Regions from separate parts of the Sus scrofa genome. Here all the other regions are linked to region 3. Evidence: chromatin contacts called from public HiChIP or PLAC-seq data. All regions are on one chromosome and are shown on one strand. The core of a region is the stretch at or near the end of the contact, and the rest is flanking DNA. Distances in the headings are between cores, read along the strand shown. Region 1 holds the start of TYRO3 (tyrosine-protein kinase receptor TYRO3). Region 2 overlaps NDUFAF1 (complex I intermediate-associated protein 30, mitochondrial). Region 3 overlaps MAPKBP1 (mitogen-activated protein kinase-binding protein 1).

The links. HiChIP or PLAC-seq counts read pairs in DNA pulled down with a chosen protein or histone mark.
Region 1: a contact with region 3 is called in an H3K27ac HiChIP or PLAC-seq map of alveolar macrophages. The contact joins the promoter of TYRO3 here to the enhancer-like site in region 3. A contact is called at or near these places in 4 of 5 promoter capture datasets (fetal liver, fetal skeletal muscle and liver), 13 of 47 Hi-C or Micro-C datasets (alveolar macrophages, blood, embryonic fibroblasts and 9 more) and 2 of 2 datasets of contacts at active chromatin or transcription factors (alveolar macrophages and skeletal muscle).
Region 2: an H3K27ac HiChIP or PLAC-seq map of alveolar macrophages shows a contact between it and region 3. The contact joins two enhancer-like sites. A contact is called at or near these places in 1 of 47 Hi-C or Micro-C datasets (retroperitoneal adipose tissue) and 1 of 2 datasets of contacts at active chromatin or transcription factors (alveolar macrophages).

Annotation. Positions count from the first base shown.
Region 1 is chr1:129,827,945-129,830,644 of Sscrofa11.1, reverse strand. It overlaps TYRO3 (tyrosine-protein kinase receptor TYRO3), which reads left to right and starts at 1,250. Exons shown (of 19, transcript XM_021097401.1): 1 at 1,250-1,272.
Region 2 is chr1:129,985,229-129,987,928 of Sscrofa11.1, reverse strand. The region is part of intron 3 of NDUFAF1 (complex I intermediate-associated protein 30, mitochondrial); the gene reads right to left. Among named protein-coding and RNA genes, the nearest start is that of NDUFAF1, 18 kb to the right of the region's middle. Within about 2 kb of position 1,403, at least 4 of the 83 cell types and tissues checked have an H3K27ac peak or open chromatin away from gene starts, as enhancers often do. A contact at or near this core is called in alveolar macrophages, where this site is marked.
Region 3 is chr1:129,557,091-129,559,790 of Sscrofa11.1, reverse strand. The region is part of intron 3 of MAPKBP1 (mitogen-activated protein kinase-binding protein 1); the gene reads left to right. Among named protein-coding and RNA genes, the nearest start is that of JMJD7, 25 kb to the right of the region's middle. Within about 2 kb of position 1,265, at least 30 of the 83 cell types and tissues checked have an H3K27ac peak or open chromatin away from gene starts, as enhancers often do. A contact at or near this core is called in alveolar macrophages, mesenteric adipose tissue, omental adipose tissue and 1 more, where this site is marked.

The sequences.
Region 1 (2,700 bases), core at 1-2,500, 270 kb before region 3:
GTATCAGCCAGAGTCAACAGTTTCCTTTCCCTAGAAACTTGAAGTCCCCTCCAGAGAGGAGAGGTGGGGGGTGGGGGAGGACCTTGAGAAGTGTGGAGGGCTCAAGTGCAGGGCTGCAGCAGCCAAACTGCCGCAGTAGCTGGGGCCCCAGTGAATCTGGCTTCAGCCCCAGATTGTTGTCTGCCTGCCCTGATCCAACCAAGCCTAAGCTCAGAAGCTGTGGATTCTGGAACGGAGCAAGACTTTTCCTTTGGGAAAGAGTCCTGAAGCCAACCCACAGTGCCCAAGAAAATTGCTAAAGGAAGACACCCAGGCCCCGGCCATCCAGTTCTGACAGCCCTTCTCCCTGTGCTGCCACCAGGGGGCGCCCCCAGCTGGGTCCAAGGCTGCTGCCAGCACTGCTGTTGTTGTTATCATTAGTATAATTAATAAACAAGCACTGATGCTGGCCAAGAGGAGGAATAGGCAGGCCCTTGCTGCTCAGAAGGAGAATCCCTGGAAAGATCCAATGAGGCTGCAGAGAAATGGAAGTGTGGCGGTGGGGGATGCTGGGTGGCTTGTCTCTCCTCCCCACTCAAGACTTCTGGGAACAGCCTTCTGGAGTAGGCGCCAGGGGACCAGTAGAGGCAAGGGCAAGAGGAGGGGAACATTTGGTAGGCTGGATTTGGAACCAGTTCTGTATCTGCCTGACAGGATGTCTGTGGGCACAGCCACCCCCTTGATTACTCGCTGTGGGGCAGGCCAAGCTCTGAGGCAATTATTCATTCATTTAACAAGGCATCTGTCTGTTTACTTATGGAGTGCCTACTGTGTGCAAGGTGGACAACCAATAATAGCTAGTATTTTTCCTGGATATTGTGAGGGCATACCCAACTTTCACACCACATCCTGAGAGATGGAGGCTAGAAGCAGAGGAAGCAACTAGGAAGAATGAGCGCCCCAAAGAAACAGGCCACTGGGCTTTGACTTATGTACTGTAGCCGTGGGGATTGCAGATAAAACCTGAGAATTACCAAGATCTTGGAAAACTCAAGACGGAAGGCCCGAAGTCATGGAGATAAAGGGGTGGGAAATGGAGTATGCATAGGGGGAATATAGGTGAAAGGCTCATCAAAGAGGCATGAAAGTGTCCTAGTAGATCCAGTGGGGGGAGCACTGAGTCGCGACAATTTCAGGAGGCCCGATGGTTGGGAGTATTCAGGGGATTGAGGTACTTTCTGTCCTGAGAAGAGGATGCTGGGTTCTGGCATCAGAGTGTGGAGAAAAGTTGGGGTGCGCGGTAGAGGCTTCTAGCAAAATTTCGAAGGAAGGATCAGTGTGTTGGGTTTGAGAAGATGCTGGAGTGTATTTAGGGGAAGGAGGGGCGTGGCTGGGGTGCCCATCCAGAGGACCGAACCAGATCCTCGGATTCGGCATTGGGGTAGCTGGGCCAGGGGGTGCCAGCCGGGTCTGCGGAGGTCTGTGGGTGGAGGTCGGCTGGAGACCGTGCTGGCAGCCGCGGGTTTGGCGCTCGGAGCGAGCCGCCCGGGGCTCCGCGGGGGGGCGGTACGAGCTCGGGCTGCGGGCGGGCGGGCCGGGGAGGAGGCGGCGGCTCCGAGAACATGAATCAGCGGCGGCGGCGGCGGCGACGGCGGCGACGGCTGTGGAAGGAGCGCGGTGGCCCAGGAGCGGCCCCGGGGACCCTGTGCGGCTGACGGCCGCCGCGGCGACTCGCAGCGGGCGCGGGTCTCGGAGCGCGGCCCCAGCGCCGCCCCCCGCCCTCCCGCTGCCCTCCCCCACCTCGCCGCTCCTCCTCTCCTCCCTCCTCCCTCGTCGCTCGCGGGCCGGGCCCGGCATGGTGCGGCGTCGCCGCCGATGGCGCTGAGGCGGAGCATGGGGCGGTCGGGGCTCCTGCCGCTGCCGCTGCCGCCGCCGTCGCCGCCGCTGCTGCTGCTGCTGCTGCTGGCGGGTCTGGCCGCGCTGCTGCTCCCGGAGTCCGCGGCCGCAGGTAGGGGCTGGCTCGGGGGGACGGCGGAAAGCGGGGTCTGCGGAGGGGCGCGGCTGGGGTCGGAGCCCGGGGACAGCAGCCGGGCGAACCCCGGGCCTGGGCGGGCCGGAGATTTGGGCTGGGGGACCCAAGCTGGAAGGCCGAGGCTCGGGCACTGGGGGGAGGGGGCGCAGCCGGGTGTTCGCACCTGGATCTGTGGTCGGGGCCCCCGCCCCCAACTTTCTCGCGTCCGGGGCTCTTCTGTCGGGGTGGAAGGGAGAGGAGTAGGGCAGAGCGCTGAGTGGTCAGCGGGGGGTGTTTGGGACAGGATTTTCCCGCCTCGATGTTCCTAGTTGTTTGCTTTTCCCTCCCGGGACTGGGGACTCCATTCTGCCTGCCCCACACACGAAGGTCTCACTCTGAAGCCACAGGGGCTGGGGCTGAGCACCACAGGCACCCTTACATCATGTCGGTACAGGGGCTGTGAGATTACCTAGTCACAGAAAACACCTGGGCATACTCTAGTCCCTGTGCTCACTCCGAGCTTCCTGAAACCAAGCATGTTGGAGTGGCTGCACTGGTCTTTGCTTAGCCTTGCTTCCCACATAGCCACTGAGGCATTTGCCAGTGGCAGGAAGTGCTTCTTGTAGCACCCGGGATCCCCAAGTTCACATTACACACCCCTGGGACTGCTGGGCGGGTATCGGCTGTGAGGCTACCCCTCCTTGCCCTGT
Region 2 (2,700 bases), core at 154-2,653, 430 kb before region 3:
TCTTATTTTCATTTTGCTTTTTCAGCCACACTTGGAGCAAACGAAAGTTCCCAGTCTAGGGATAGAATCAGAGCTATAGCTGCCGGCCTATGCCACAGCAAGGTGGGATCCAAGCCATGTCTGGGATCTATACCACAGCTAGTCAGATTTGTTTCCTCTGAGCCACAACAGGAACTCCCTAGTACAACTCTTTTAGAAAGCAGCTGGCAGAGTTTCCATGTGCCTTGGCAGTTAAATAACCTGACTAGGATCCATGAGGATGCAGGTTCGATCCCTGGCCTCTCTCAGTGGGTTAAGGATCCGGTGTTGCTGTGAACTGTGGTGTAGGTAGCAGATTCGGCTTGGATCTAATGTTGCTGTGGCTGTGGCTTGGGCCGCCAGCTATAGCTCTGATTTGACCCCTGGCCTGGGAACTTCCATATACAAACAAAATAACAAAGAATGTGGAATAATTCCATGTAATCATATAAAAGGTCTCCAGGATCTAAATTTTAAAAATACAGAGAGTTCTTGTGGCTGAGCTGAAACAAATCTGACTAGCATCCATGAGGACACAGATTCGATCCCTGGCCTTGCTCAGTAGGTTAAGGATCCAGCATTGCTGTGAGCTGTGGTATAGGTCACAGACTTGGCTTGGATCCCTCATTGCTATGGCTGTAGTGTAGGCCAACAGCTACAGCTCCGATTTGACCCCTAGCCTGGGAACCTCCATATGCCACAGGTGCAGCTCTAAAAACACCAAACTGGAGTTCTCGTCATGGTGCAGCAGTAACGAATCCGACTAGGAACCATGAGGTTGCACGTTTGATCCCTGGCCTTGCTAAGTGGGTTAAGGATCCGGCATTGCCGTGAGCTGTGGTGTAGGTTGCAGACGCGGCTCAGATCCCATGTTGCTGTGGCTGTGGTGTAGGCCAGCATCTACGGCTCTGATTAGACCCCTAGCCTGGGAACCTCCATATGCCGCAGGAGCAGCCCTAGAAAAGGCAAAAAGACCAAAAAAAAAAAAATGTACTATTCAGATTATTATCACCAAAAACACTTGTTGACATAAATACAAATTCAATTCAAAGCCTATTTAGGTGGAGCAATCAAGATGGCAAAGTAGGACATGAAGAAGCTAACCTCCTCCCACAAATACTTCAAAAATACATCGACACATGGAATGATTCTCACAGGATATCTATTGAACGCTGGCAGAAAACTTCAGACTTCTGAAAAAGCAAGGAAATCTCCACTTAACCAGGCAGGACAAAAGAAGAAAATGAAAGGAATCAGTCAGGACCCACACCCCTGGGAGGGAGCTTTAAAGGCTCTCACCAGCAGGGAGATCAGCTGGGACAGAGGGGGAGCTTCAGCGCGTGGGAGGAGAGCAGAGCAACTTACCCAGGCAGCCAGAACTGAGAGAGAACTGCACAGTCAGTTGCACCACCCCATGGCTCCCCAGTCTGAAATGTGTCTCTGGTACAGGCGGGGGCTGGCTGCTGAAGCTTGGGCTTTGCAACACAGGGAAAGGACTGGCATGGGCTGCACAGAAACAACCTGAAGGGCCTGAAGTCTGGCATGACCACAACTGAGAGTGTACAAGGAAGAAGCCCAGGCCTACCCTAGAAGCCAGGCACCCACAGTGTGGGAGAGTGTGTGAGAGGAAGGGCGGTCCCACCATTGCAGCCTTTTCCCTGCACATGCTCTCAGGCAATAGGACACTGCCTACATGAGCTCCCACAGCAGGCACAGGTACCAAAAATGGTCACAAGCCACTGACTGTGGGCTTTAGAAGTGGTCACAGGCCTCCTCCACGGACGTCTCAGGCTCTGGGTGTGGGCACAAGCTTCCACTGATGACAACCCAGGAGTAAGCATCAGTCACCATGTCTGCCTACCCCCTATGAAGGGGATAACGTCCAGCACACACTGAGAACAGAGGGAACAGACATCCATACTAAAAACAAGCCTCACACCAAAAATATTAAGCCCACTACAGATGGACACTTCCACATGTAAATATCCCTCCAAAGCATAGTAGACAAATGTTTCTTCTAAACTCAAGGATAGAAATATAAGTAAAATGAAAAAGCAGAAGAACCACTCCCAGTTAAAAGACCAAGGGAATTCCCCTGAAAGAACAGTGAAAACAGACCTCTTCAGTCTAAGAGACACCAATTTCAAAAAAAAAGAGAGGTAAAAAAGGAACTAGAGGGAGTTCCCGTCGTGGCGCAGTGGTTAACGAATCCGACTAGGAACCATGAGGTTGCGGGTTCAGTCCCTGCCCTTGCTCAGTGGGTTAACGATCCGGCGTTGCCGTGAGCTGTGGTGTAGGTTGCAGACGCGGCTCGGATCCCGCATTGCTGTGGCTCCGGCGTAGGCTGGTGACCCCTAGCCTGGGAACCTCCATATGCCGCGGGAGCGGCCCAAGAAATAGCAACAACAACAACAACAACAACAAAAGACAAAAAGACAAAAAAAAAAAAAAAAAAAAAAAAAAGGAACTAGAAACTATGAGGAGGAGCCAAGAAAAATTAGAAAACACATTTGCCAGGCTGCTGAGCAAAAGGCAACAAAGAACAGGATGAATAATGGAGAACAAAAGAGTGACCTAGAAGATAGAATAATGGAAATCACCCAAGCAGAACAGCAGGAAAAAAGCCAAATGAGAACAAGAAAGCAATATAAAAGACTTAAGGTATAATAAAAAGTATGACAA
Region 3 (2,700 bases), core at 16-2,515:
GCCTAGTGCCTTTAAGGAAGGGTGTGTGCTTCTGTTTATGGGCAGGTCCCAGCCTGGCATGTGTACCTGGGAGTCACTGTCCTTCCAGGTGGTGTGTGGAAGCTTCCCTGTTGTCACCTTTAGTAGGTTTCTTGCGTGTTTGGCTTGGGCCAGCCCTGGGCAGTGCCCTGATCTACCCCCTGACCTTTTCATTTTCTAGAACTTTGAGTGCTCTCCTTGTAAATGGCCTTTTTCTGAGTGTTTCAGTTTTGCCCTGTGCTCCAGCTCCCTGATGTGTGCCGCTGAGTATCTGGGGGCCACCAAAGCCTGTGTGAGTCAGGCAGGCTCTTTCCCTCCCCCCTTCCTTCTCTTCCTATCTGGTGATCCTAACCCTACCTCCATCCCCCACTCTCTAGTTCCTACTGCGCTTGTTGCTCTAGGAGCAGCTCAGGTATCCTAGAAACAAGAAGAGAAACAAAGCTCAGAAAATTCTCCCAGAGGCCTAGAGGCAAATATCAAACCAAAACAAAGTTTTCTGAAAGGAAATGAAACAGCTCAGGGAGGGTTGGGTGGAGGGGACGTATGTCAGGCAGAGGTGGGTTAAAGTCTCTGGGTGGAGACCCCTCAAGTTTCAGTGGCCCCTGGGTCTCTTCTGGGGAGCACTCCCTTTGCTCTTATCTTTCCCACAGGAAGCCCACACTTCACCTGTCACATTTTAAGCCCCCCTGCCCTAGGAGGCCAAGCCAGTCCCCAGATAGCTTCTTTGAGCCTCTCAGTCTAGTTGAACACCCCATAATTGACTCGGGCCCCTTCCCTTGCTGGCTTGGTAGAGGGTTCGGGGCCTTCAGAGCCCAGCACAGCCCCTGTTGCCGCTGTAGAATCAGTGCACAGGATGGGTTTCTCCTGACCCTTGATGCCAGAGTGCAGGGCCTCATGCAGGGCAGCTACTAGAGTGGGAGGTGTCCTGGAAAAGTGTCTGGCCTTACTCAGCAGCCAAGGGGAGACTCTTGGTTGGTTTAAGTACGGAGGAGGAGGGAAAACCTAGTTCTCCTGAGAAGGCCCTCCATTTACTCAGCGTGTATGGGAATTTATGCTGAGAGCCCCAGCTCCAAAGCTTTGAACTATGTGTGAAGCCACAGACTCCCCCTGGACTGTCTGTGTTCCAGTGACATCTGAGCTGAAGGAGCACACAGCTACCTTCTTCCTCTCTGTGGCAAACACTGTGCAGGGGTTGCCAGGGAGTATGTAGAGTTGTGGAGAGACTGGCAGGCCTAAGGAAAGAGGATGTGTGGACTTGGTGCCCTGATGGCTGTGAATCATATATGAGGTCACTCACAAAGTGCTTGTTCATCAGTAGTCATTCATTTGTTTGGCCGATTCTTGTTGAAAACCTGCTCTGGGCCAAGCACTGTTCCAGCCACAGGATATATAGCAGTAAGACCGTGTCAGTGCTTTTGTGGGGTTTAAGATCAAGGAAGGTAAACAGACACTAAGCATATAAACAAACAAATGAGCAAGATAGTATCAGAGAGCGGTAAGTGTTGCAAAGAAAGTAAAAAGGAGAGCGAGTAGGTCCCTGAGAGTGGGTAGGGGTGGGACTACTTTAAGACCTGTGGTCAGGGCTCCGTGGGAGGTAACATTTGAGCTGCTATCTGAATGGCAAAGAGGAATCTATGGAAAAGTGTCTGGCCATGTGTGTGAAGATCCATGCTTCCAGATGTTGGAGACCTCAATTGCAAAGGTCCCAAAGAAAGAAGGACCCAGTTCACTTGTTTGACAGCAGCCATGGTGGCCAGTGGGTGTGAGGAAGGGGACTCAGTCCCTGCCTTTGGGACTTGGCTTATAAGTCTTGCAGCTCACAGAGAGCCCCCCTCTTGTCCCGGAAGGGGATGCGTTTAGAATCCCCTGGGCAGAGAGAGGCGTACTGGTAGCTCTACACCATGACCATATTATTCACTGGGTTTTTACCACCAAGTCTTTTCTCACACCTGTGGGGGGAGTGGTCTCATAAAACATCGGAGAAACAGAGATGCCAGTGGGTCTCATGGGCTGGCCTCAGAAGGTTACTTATTTGGAAGGCATTAGATTCTGGGTACCTAAAGAGGACCACAACCAAGGATGCCCTAGGAAACACCCTAGACTCTTTTTATCTCTTAGAAGAATTAAAGCTATAAGACTTCCCCTTTGGGAGTGAATGTGAAGGGATGGTTTGTAATTCCGTACCAGGGTGAGGACCCTAATGAGTCACTAGTGTCCAGCAAGTCCTGTGTGGGAACCATAGTTGGTGTGCCTGCAGCAACTGCTGACCCCCCTGATTGCTCTTTCCTTGCGATTGGTGCCCCAGAGAACCCTTCGAGAAGATGGCCAGGAGCACCATGCTGGTCGCTTTGCATATGACTTTTTTAGTTTGCACAACAATTCTACGGCATAGGTTTTTTTTTTGTTTTTTGTTTTGGCATAGGTATTTTTATTTCTGTTTTCCACATGAGGAAACTGAGGTTCAGAGAAGTTAAAGGATATGCCCAAATCACAAAGTTAGCAGACAGGTCTGCCTGACCCCAGTTTTCTTTTTCTTTCCATCATCACACTGCCTTTGCGCATCAGTGAGTCCTGAAGGTCTAGGTTGGGAAGCTCCCCTGAGGCCTGCTACTCAGGCGGTTCCTTGTGAGTCAGGGCTTTGAGATCTGGTAGCTAGTGACTTAAAGATTTATTCACGAATAC